2 separate regions of the Cyprinus carpio genome follow, and region 2 is linked to region 1. Evidence: chromatin contacts called from public Hi-C data. All regions are on one chromosome and are shown on one strand. Each heading gives the region's core, a stretch centred on a gene start, on an enhancer-like site or on the middle of the called end of the contact. The rest is flanking DNA. Distances are from core to core; before and after follow the strand shown. Region 1 holds the start of LOC109109082 (NADH dehydrogenase [ubiquinone] flavoprotein 2, mitochondrial-like). Region 2 overlaps LOC109112066 (ankyrin repeat domain-containing protein 12-like).

Region 1 (4,169 bases), core at 959-3,458:
ATCTCTCATTTTAATTTAGCTACAACCAAAATAGATAACTAAACTATAACTAAAATAACAGAACAATAAATACATTTTTATTAAACCTATATAGAAAGAAACAAAAACTAATAAAAATGACAAAAACACAATAAAATTGCTAAAACTTGTGAAAATAGAAAATACAGAAACACTAAGATAGCACAGCTCGTATATAGAATAACTCAAATAAATGTATACACTATTAAATCATGTGAAATCACTGCATGTGCATGTCACCTTGTTCATTGCTGAAATAGGAAGCCATCCGTGCTGCCTCTGAGCCAGATCCAGCACAGGGATAGTGGCGGCCGCCTTGTGTCCCTCTGGGTAATTATTAATGATGGCATCAACTCTCTGTTACAGACCAGAAATAACACACACACAGCTATAATCTTCATTCAACACGTCTGACCACAGCAAGACATATCTGATCTTACCTGCGCAACACAGACATATAATAATACAATTACAGCAAAAAATCCTTAAATATGATGTCTTATTATGATATCCCTCACCTTCATGTTCTCTGGAGTGAATTCAAATGGAGTCTCTGGGTTGTTAGCCGGTGTGTCTCTGTGCTGGAATAATGAAAACAGATCAAAACGAATGCAACAAAAATATGAGCTTTATAATAGTGTGTCCTTCTGGTTTAGGGTGCGTATGTGCTCTTTATACAACACAGACGTTTACAGCAGCATGGCAGTGTTAAACAAGCAAATAAAAGAGAATAAAAGTTCTTCAGCTATAAAATAAAGCAGCTCTGAAAAGACAATAGTGTCATTATCAGCTCAAATCAGTTCAGTGTTGATTCATGTTAGTTCAATAACTGAGTAAAGGTCATCAAATTATGAAACAAGCTTAATTCAATTATAAAAAGTCAACGCTGCAGAGTTTGCCAATTATGAAACAAACTCAGCTCTACAGTAAACAATAGTGTGATTATTTAGCTCGAGTTCACATTACTGAATATGAAGTGTCTCATGCACATCAGTGAAAATGCTGCAGTGAACATGAAAAGTCAAGTCTCACCACAAAGAGTCCTCCTGCTCCAGCTCGAGCTGAAGTCTGGTGCAAACTGCGGACGTGCCTCGCCTGCGGAAGAAATACAAGTGTAGAAAAGAGTCGAATAGACTTTTGTTTTTATGGTTTTTTTTTGCAAACTGCAAAACCAACACATCCTTTTTGTATATTGTATGTACTGAGCAAATCTGCAATAATATCTTGTGCACTAAGTATGCAGTGCTTATGCTCTATAATGCTTTCTTTTTAGTGTATATAGTGTATGCTGCATTAGTCACTGCAATATATACACTGCTGTTGAAAAGTTTGGGATCAGTAAGATTTGTATTGTTTTTAAAATAGTCTCTTCTGCTCATCAAGGCTGCATTTATTTGATCAGAAATACTGAAAAAAAAACAGTAATACTGTGAAATATTATTACAATTTAAAATAATCGTTTTCTATTTTAATAGACTTTAAAATATAATTTATTCCTATGATGAAATGCTGATTACTACAGTATTTAGTGTCACATGATCCTTATTATAGATTATAAAATGCTGATTTAATATCAACATTGGAAACCGTTTTAATGCTTAATATTTATTTTTATTTTATTTTAAAAAATTTTGAAGGGGGGGGGGCTGTGATATTTTTTTCAGGATTCTTTGATGAATAAAAAGTAAAAAAATAAAATAAATAAATAAAATAATATTCAAAATAGAAATCTCTCTCTCTCTATATATATAATTAACTTATTCACTGAATCAGGATCATTTACTGATTACTCAACCTGTCTGGGTGAATAGAAACAACTTCTAAAAAATATAATTTTTGTATGATGTTATTCAAAAACATCACAGTGTCTGTAAGTGTCTATATAAACACAGTCAGGCCTCATTATTAGCTGTTAGCGCATTAGCTTCATGTCCTTGCACAGATGTCAACGCCGCTTTACATGATAATAAATTTGCAGTTCCTTCAGCTACCTCCTGAATATTCCGCTTACAGCATATATAAAATAAACCTACCGCATTAGACACGGCAGAGCGCAGAGTTGAAGAGAAAAACATCTTCTCAGTGCGCTCGATCAGACTAAACACAAGCGATGGCGGAGATCAAGTAACGCGAGCTCGATTGAGCGGGTCTAGTTACGCAAGGGACGCTCTAGAGCTGAGTCTGTATAATGGATCACCGAGCGGCAGATGAAACTACAGATGCACATTGTGTTCTTGACATGCCATGATAAAAATAACACAGACTATCAGCATGCACACTTGTAGAACTTCAGATTAAATGCTAAAACGGTTGGTCATGCAACACTGTAACTAAATGTTGTTCTGTTTAACAATTGGGTTTTTATTTCAAATGAAAATAAATTAATTTTTAGTGCTTTCCACATACAATAGGAGATAATTAATGTAATATAATACTTATTCAGGTACTATATTTGTAATTTTAATTAAATATTTCTGCATGTGTTTTTGGTCTAGTATTTTCTTTCATTTTTTCAAGTATAATTGTAAAAATTATTCACAAGTAAAAACTTATTTTAGTCAGAAATAAGTCTGCAACAAGTCTTCATTTAGGTTTAGTGTATGGGTGTGTTTATGTGTTTTTATTATTATTTATTTACATACTTATTGTCATTTCTTCAATTAAAATTGTTAAAATTATTCATGAGTAAAAAAAAAAAAAAATTATGTAGGGTTTGTGTGTGTTATTACAACTAGCCTTATATGAAATCAATGATTTGTCCTCATTATGACCATCAAGTAAACCTTGTGTGTGTGTGTGTGTGTGTGTGTGTGTGAGAGAGAGAGAGAGAGAGAGAGAGAGAGAGAGAGAGAGAGAGAGAGAGAGAGAGAGAGAGAGAGACATGCAGATCATCCGTCTGAGCCTCCCTCTGCAGTGGGATCCGCAGCCGAGCAGCTGCTCAGCCAATGGACACGTAGGAGTGCTGAATGGAGCGCTCTGATTGGTGGAGGCGGTGCTGAGCAGACTGGGCATGTTAAAGGGTGGACACCACATGCACAGCCACAATAAACCGCTTCATCTACTGACTGACAGATCATACAGATTGGCAGATGTCTCCTGTTTCAGACTCCAGCAACAGGGTCATTCCAGGACCTCAGGAGCCGGAGGAGAAGACCTACCATCCGTCCGATGGCCTGTTCACCAATGCACATGTGCCAGACTTTGATGCATATCTTGCCTTATACAAAAAGTCTACAGAGGAGCCTGAAGGTATCATAAAACGGTGCATGCATATAAATGAGAGGGACACTCCAATGTAAGATGCAGTAAACATGTTCATTTAACATGCATTGTAGAGTTCTGGGCTGATGTTGCTCAAGAGTTTTACTGGAAGAAGCCTCCGTCAGGCCAGATGCTGCAGTTTAACTTTGACGTCAACAAGGGGAACATTTACATCAAGTTCATGGAGGGGGCAAAAACCAACATCTGCTACAACGTCCTTGACCGAAATGTGCACGTGAGGAACCTGGGAGAGAAAGTGGCTTACTACTGGTAATCTAACATGTTTTCACTGTGTTGAAATGATGCACACAACTACAACTGCATTTAATGCATGCTTGATCTCATTTAATAGTTGATGCATCTGAGGCCTGCTGCTTGTGTCAAAGTCAAAGCAAAAGAAAAGTCTAAGTAGCAAATATAAAAAATTTGCCAAAAAAAAAAAAAAAAAAAAAAAGAAGTGACAAATGCTGACACATTCCCAGCATTAAATCATAAGTTTTAGTACTTTTGTTATGCACTATCATTTGTATGAGTTCTGTTTTTATGTCTATTTGTTTAATATTATTATATATGGTAATATTAATGTTATACTAACATTATTAGGTATATTATATATAAATTGCTAATAATATACCAGTGTGTGTGTGTGTCTATGTATTTTTATGTCAGTTTTAGTTAAAAAAAAAGTAAGTATGTTGCAACACAGTCATAAATATCTAAAATTAATTTTTCATTACAAATATAATAATTGGTTATAATTATATATAATTAAATACTAATTCTAAATGCTCTAAAGTCTAAATTGCTTTGGGTTAATGCATTTGTGTAAGGTTCAGTCAGTACTTTTAATGTTGAAAATATGATTTTATAAGAATTTACTTGTTGAAGCT
Region 2 (4,169 bases), core at 29-2,528, 46 kb before region 1:
TTCTCAACCCTGTTTGCAAAAAAGTGCACTGGACGCACAGAAGAATGCTTCCAGAAACATTGTTTTTCAGTTTCAGTGGGAACAGGATTGATGTTCGTGTCGACTGATTAGACCTCCATGTGTTTCAAACCAGTGTAACAAAATAACTGCAGCTGCTTCATACAAAACACCACAAACATGCTGCACAATGACGTCTGACAACTTACAACCAGTACTGATGGTGATACCACAGCACTCTGAAATATATCATGGTACTGTAACTGTATAATTAACATTTTCATTTACCATGGCATTAGAGAAGTTCAATAAAGCTTAAAATATTGACTTTTTTATATATAATCTAGAAGTTATCCATAGATTCCTTTTCACTAAATGAAGAAAATAAATAATGCTATTTAATAATTTATTGATATGCACTAATTGACCAATACATAGAAATGAACAGCAATATTTTCCTAGACATATTTTTACAAAAATGTTTCAAATAATAAATGATTTATAACATTACTTGACTTAATATAACAGATAATTGAATCAGGGTTTTAATTTGATTCATCATTATTATTGAAATTATAAATTAGAAATCACCAGCAACATATCATGAATATTTATTGTATTACCCAGCACTACATGATATTTCAGAGTACATGGTATTACCAAAGCATCTTGTTCAAATGAATTAAAATGTTATAAAAGTGTTGCTCAAAAAAGTTACTGTAGAAGAATTTGATTGATTATTAAGAATAAATATTTATAACAATAATAATATTTTTAATAAAAATAATAATAATAGTGATATGTACTGTAGATAGTATTGCAAATATTTCTTAGAAATATTTTAAATGTAAAATATCTGTTTTGCATGTCATAAGTGTGTTGAAGTCATATTTGATTGATCAAATGCTTTCGTGCTTTAAGGCTACAGTAAAGCATGTATCTGCATACGTTTTGCATCAACACAATAAAGAGCCTTAACAATAAAGAGTTGTTTACACATCAAATCAAGCTTCACACAAACCAGCAGCCGAACACAAGGCCTTGAGTTTCATCTTTCTTTGAGTTTCTCAAAGCAACAAACAAGAAAGTCAGCCATTAGAGAGCGTCTGACGCTGGCGGCCGGGTCTCTTCTGGATGAAAAGCAAATCAGCAGAGACCCACAGAGCTCAACAATACCTTCCCCGACAGACTCGAGCAGATGACACGGAGCAGAGGCTCATGGGAAAGAACATTTCCACGACACCTGACACCCAGCGGAACGGAGTAAAAACCAGCTGAGTCACTCCCTCTGAGAAACAGGAGGCGGTGAGGAGAAAAGAGCTGCTGCGCTGCCCGTGTGCATCATCAGTGTGGGACAAAAATGTGTTACAAGTTACAACTACACCACAAGATTTCCTGTGCTCGCTGTGCCAGCGTACTATGCCACACAGCCTCTTAAACCCAATAATCCATCCTCTCTCAAGTCTCTGAAGTTTCACTCTCGTGAACAAGTTACAACAGGACTAGAAAGCTTTAAAAAAAAAAAAATTAAATCACGCTTAAACCAACCCATTCAAACCTGGACTGACACATTTTCTCAGAAGTTCATGCATTTTTGATTTAGCCAATATTAACATATTAATAATTAAAAATGGTGTTTCATACCCTACATGCACACATCACAAATGGCATGTTATTGATGCATTAGTGCTGATATTAAGACCTTTTTAGACCATTTTATCATTTGAGTTGCATTCTATAGCAACTTTTATAGTATCATTTTTCACATTATATTATAAATATAAAGGTCTAACAGTGCACCCTCAATGACCAAATGATGACCACTTACTTAAAATATATTACTATTTAGCAGTCTTAAGACTCAATGTAACAACAATGCTACTACTTCTACTAATAAATATTAATAAATCTTTATTTTTAAAGGAATAATCATTTGTTTTCTTTTTAATTTTAACAGTAAACCGCTGTTGTGCAGCACTTTGTTTACCAAAAATAAAAGGGTTTTTCATTCGATTAGGATAAAATAAATTGTTTTATGCCTTTATCTGATTACCAGAAAAATTAAGAAGAACATTTTATATGGCCCTATTATTGTTTTAAAAAGGACCCTATACAAAAAAATAAATATAAATAAAATGAAAAAAGGCCTGTGGCTCTTAATTTCTTTTTATAAATTCACCATTTGTAAACTGATGTTTACGGTTAATTTTTTAGAAATATCAATAGCATTTATATTAAAACTAGATTCACTGAACGTAATAAAAATACACACATTATATATATCGAAAATCGATCCAATAATCGAATCGAAAGCTTGTGAATCGAAATCTAATGGAATCAGGACATCTGAATTGAGACCCAGCCCTGCTAAAATGATGAGGAAAAACCTCCCCTCTTATAATGTGCATTTGAAAAAAACAACTCACGTCAGACATCACACGTAAACCAACAAATCAATGTTTTTACTTCACAACTTCAGTCAAGTGTTTGAAATATCTAACTTTTGTGATCTGATTTTTTTCACAGAATCGGGCAGAAAATATATTCTACACTGTAATAAATGTCGATTAGCAATGGATCATAAATATACTTTATTATGAAAATAGATGGCTTGAACAACACCCATAAACTATATATTGTCTTCACGTTTCATCATTCAAAATGTTTCTTCTTATTATCGATTACTTTGTTGATAAATGGCATAAAATTGGTGTCATGCTTTCAAGATGAACACGACACTTTTTCCAATTTTTAAAACAAATAGATATTAAACAATAAACATAATATACCATATTAATGGCTGGTGATATCAGCATGTTTGAAAAGCAAAGCAAGTTATTAACCTGTACCGAAAAAGACTAGTTGTATTATAATTATAATAATTACAAAGAAATTTCAAGTAACACTGAATTTAAGTAGAAAAACTGAAACTGTATTTTCTTTGTTTTAATGCGTCGAAATTTTTTTTTTATAGTTAGCATTTGAAATAATGTGCACTTAACAGATTGCTTTAGTCAGTTTATTTTACTTCTTGTAAGCTATATTTTCCCAAAGCAAAACTAACTAAAGTATGGTCTCGTCTGCCCCTTTCATGTCTAACATCATCTGTTTGGGATTTCACCCAACTCTTCACCGGAACCCAAAAATGAAAAATTCAACACCAGGAAACAGCGTTCATTGTTTAGTGTGTACTCTAGGTAGTCGTCAACATAAATATTTTACGGGTTTATTCCCTCTGAACTTCTTTGTTATCCTGAAAACCCTCACATCCACAGGCCTGGCATCACAGAAAGACGTCAAACACTCTGATGAGGCAAAGACGGCTTTCTGCCCCAGAAACAAACCCCGCAGTCATGATTACAATACGCTGTTTACATCACAAAATAACATTCAAGGTTATTCTGGAAGCACACGAATGGAGGACTTTACCAGTGCATGCAAACTGCCAACGAAATTTAAGTGAACTTTTGGGAAGCAAATTCCTGCCTCCGAGATGTGAGACGAAGGCAAAAGCTGGCACACAGTGAAAGACAGGGGCCAGAGCCAGGGAATGGAAACACAAACAGAGTGCTCCAAACCCTCCAGCACGTGACCTCGGACTGCCGGCTCTACTGGGACAGCGGCAGTGGAACGACTGACGGGCCTGTTTTATTCTCAGCAGCCCGACCAACAAACCACCCTGTGTGGCATCACCATGTTTACAACCGCACAGGGCAGCATTATGGCTCTGTGTGTCCTCTTGACCCGGACAAATAAACTACAGGAATAGCTTTGGAAAAGGGGAAAAAGGAAGTAGAAAAGAACAGATTGGACATCTGTTTGATTCTGTTTTCATGTGGTAAGTTGTACTTCGTCTGGTTTTTGACACGTCCTGCTCGGTATTTTTGCATCACTTCACATTTACGTGTAAATACTGTAGCAGGATTGGAAATATCAAATTCTCAAATTTGAATCGATTCTCATTTTGAAGAACCGTAACCAATTTTTAGATTCCAAGAATTGATGTTTTAGTCTGTTTTCAGCTGATGCTTGAACAGAACTTCACTAACCATCATTTGTAGCGTGTCTACCCTTCAATAATCACAATAGGCTTTGAGCGTTGTTACTTTCAATAAGAAACAAAGTTTCAGATTTCAAATAATATAATTTTCTAACAAATTTTAAACAATGAA

The links. A called contact is a pair of places that touch in the nucleus more often than the background predicts.
Region 2: a contact with region 1 is called in a Hi-C map of skeletal muscle, with 6 times the contacts expected there. The contact joins the enhancer-like site here to the promoter of LOC109109082 in region 1. A contact is called at or near these places in 8 of 8 Hi-C or Micro-C datasets (liver, red blood cells and skeletal muscle).

What each region holds. Positions count from the first base shown.
Region 1 is chrA2:26,195,656-26,199,824 of ASM1834038v1, reverse strand. It overlaps LOC109109082 (NADH dehydrogenase [ubiquinone] flavoprotein 2, mitochondrial-like), which reads right to left and starts at 2,208. Exons shown (of 8, transcript XM_042712860.1): 1 at 2,052-2,208; 2 at 1,051-1,113; 3 at 537-599; 4 at 259-375. The coding sequence starts at 2,093. LOC109057466 (acetyl-coenzyme A synthetase, cytoplasmic-like) reads left to right here and starts at 2,870. Exons shown (of 18, transcript XM_042712847.1): 1 at 2,870-3,267; 2 at 3,354-3,549. The coding sequence starts at 3,108.
Region 2 is chrA2:26,241,125-26,245,293 of ASM1834038v1, reverse strand. All of the region lies in intron 1 of LOC109112066 (ankyrin repeat domain-containing protein 12-like), which reads right to left. Among protein-coding and RNA genes, the nearest start is that of LOC109113101, 19 kb to the left of the region's middle. Within about 2 kb of position 1,278, at least 1 of the 8 cell types and tissues checked has an H3K27ac peak or open chromatin away from gene starts, as enhancers often do.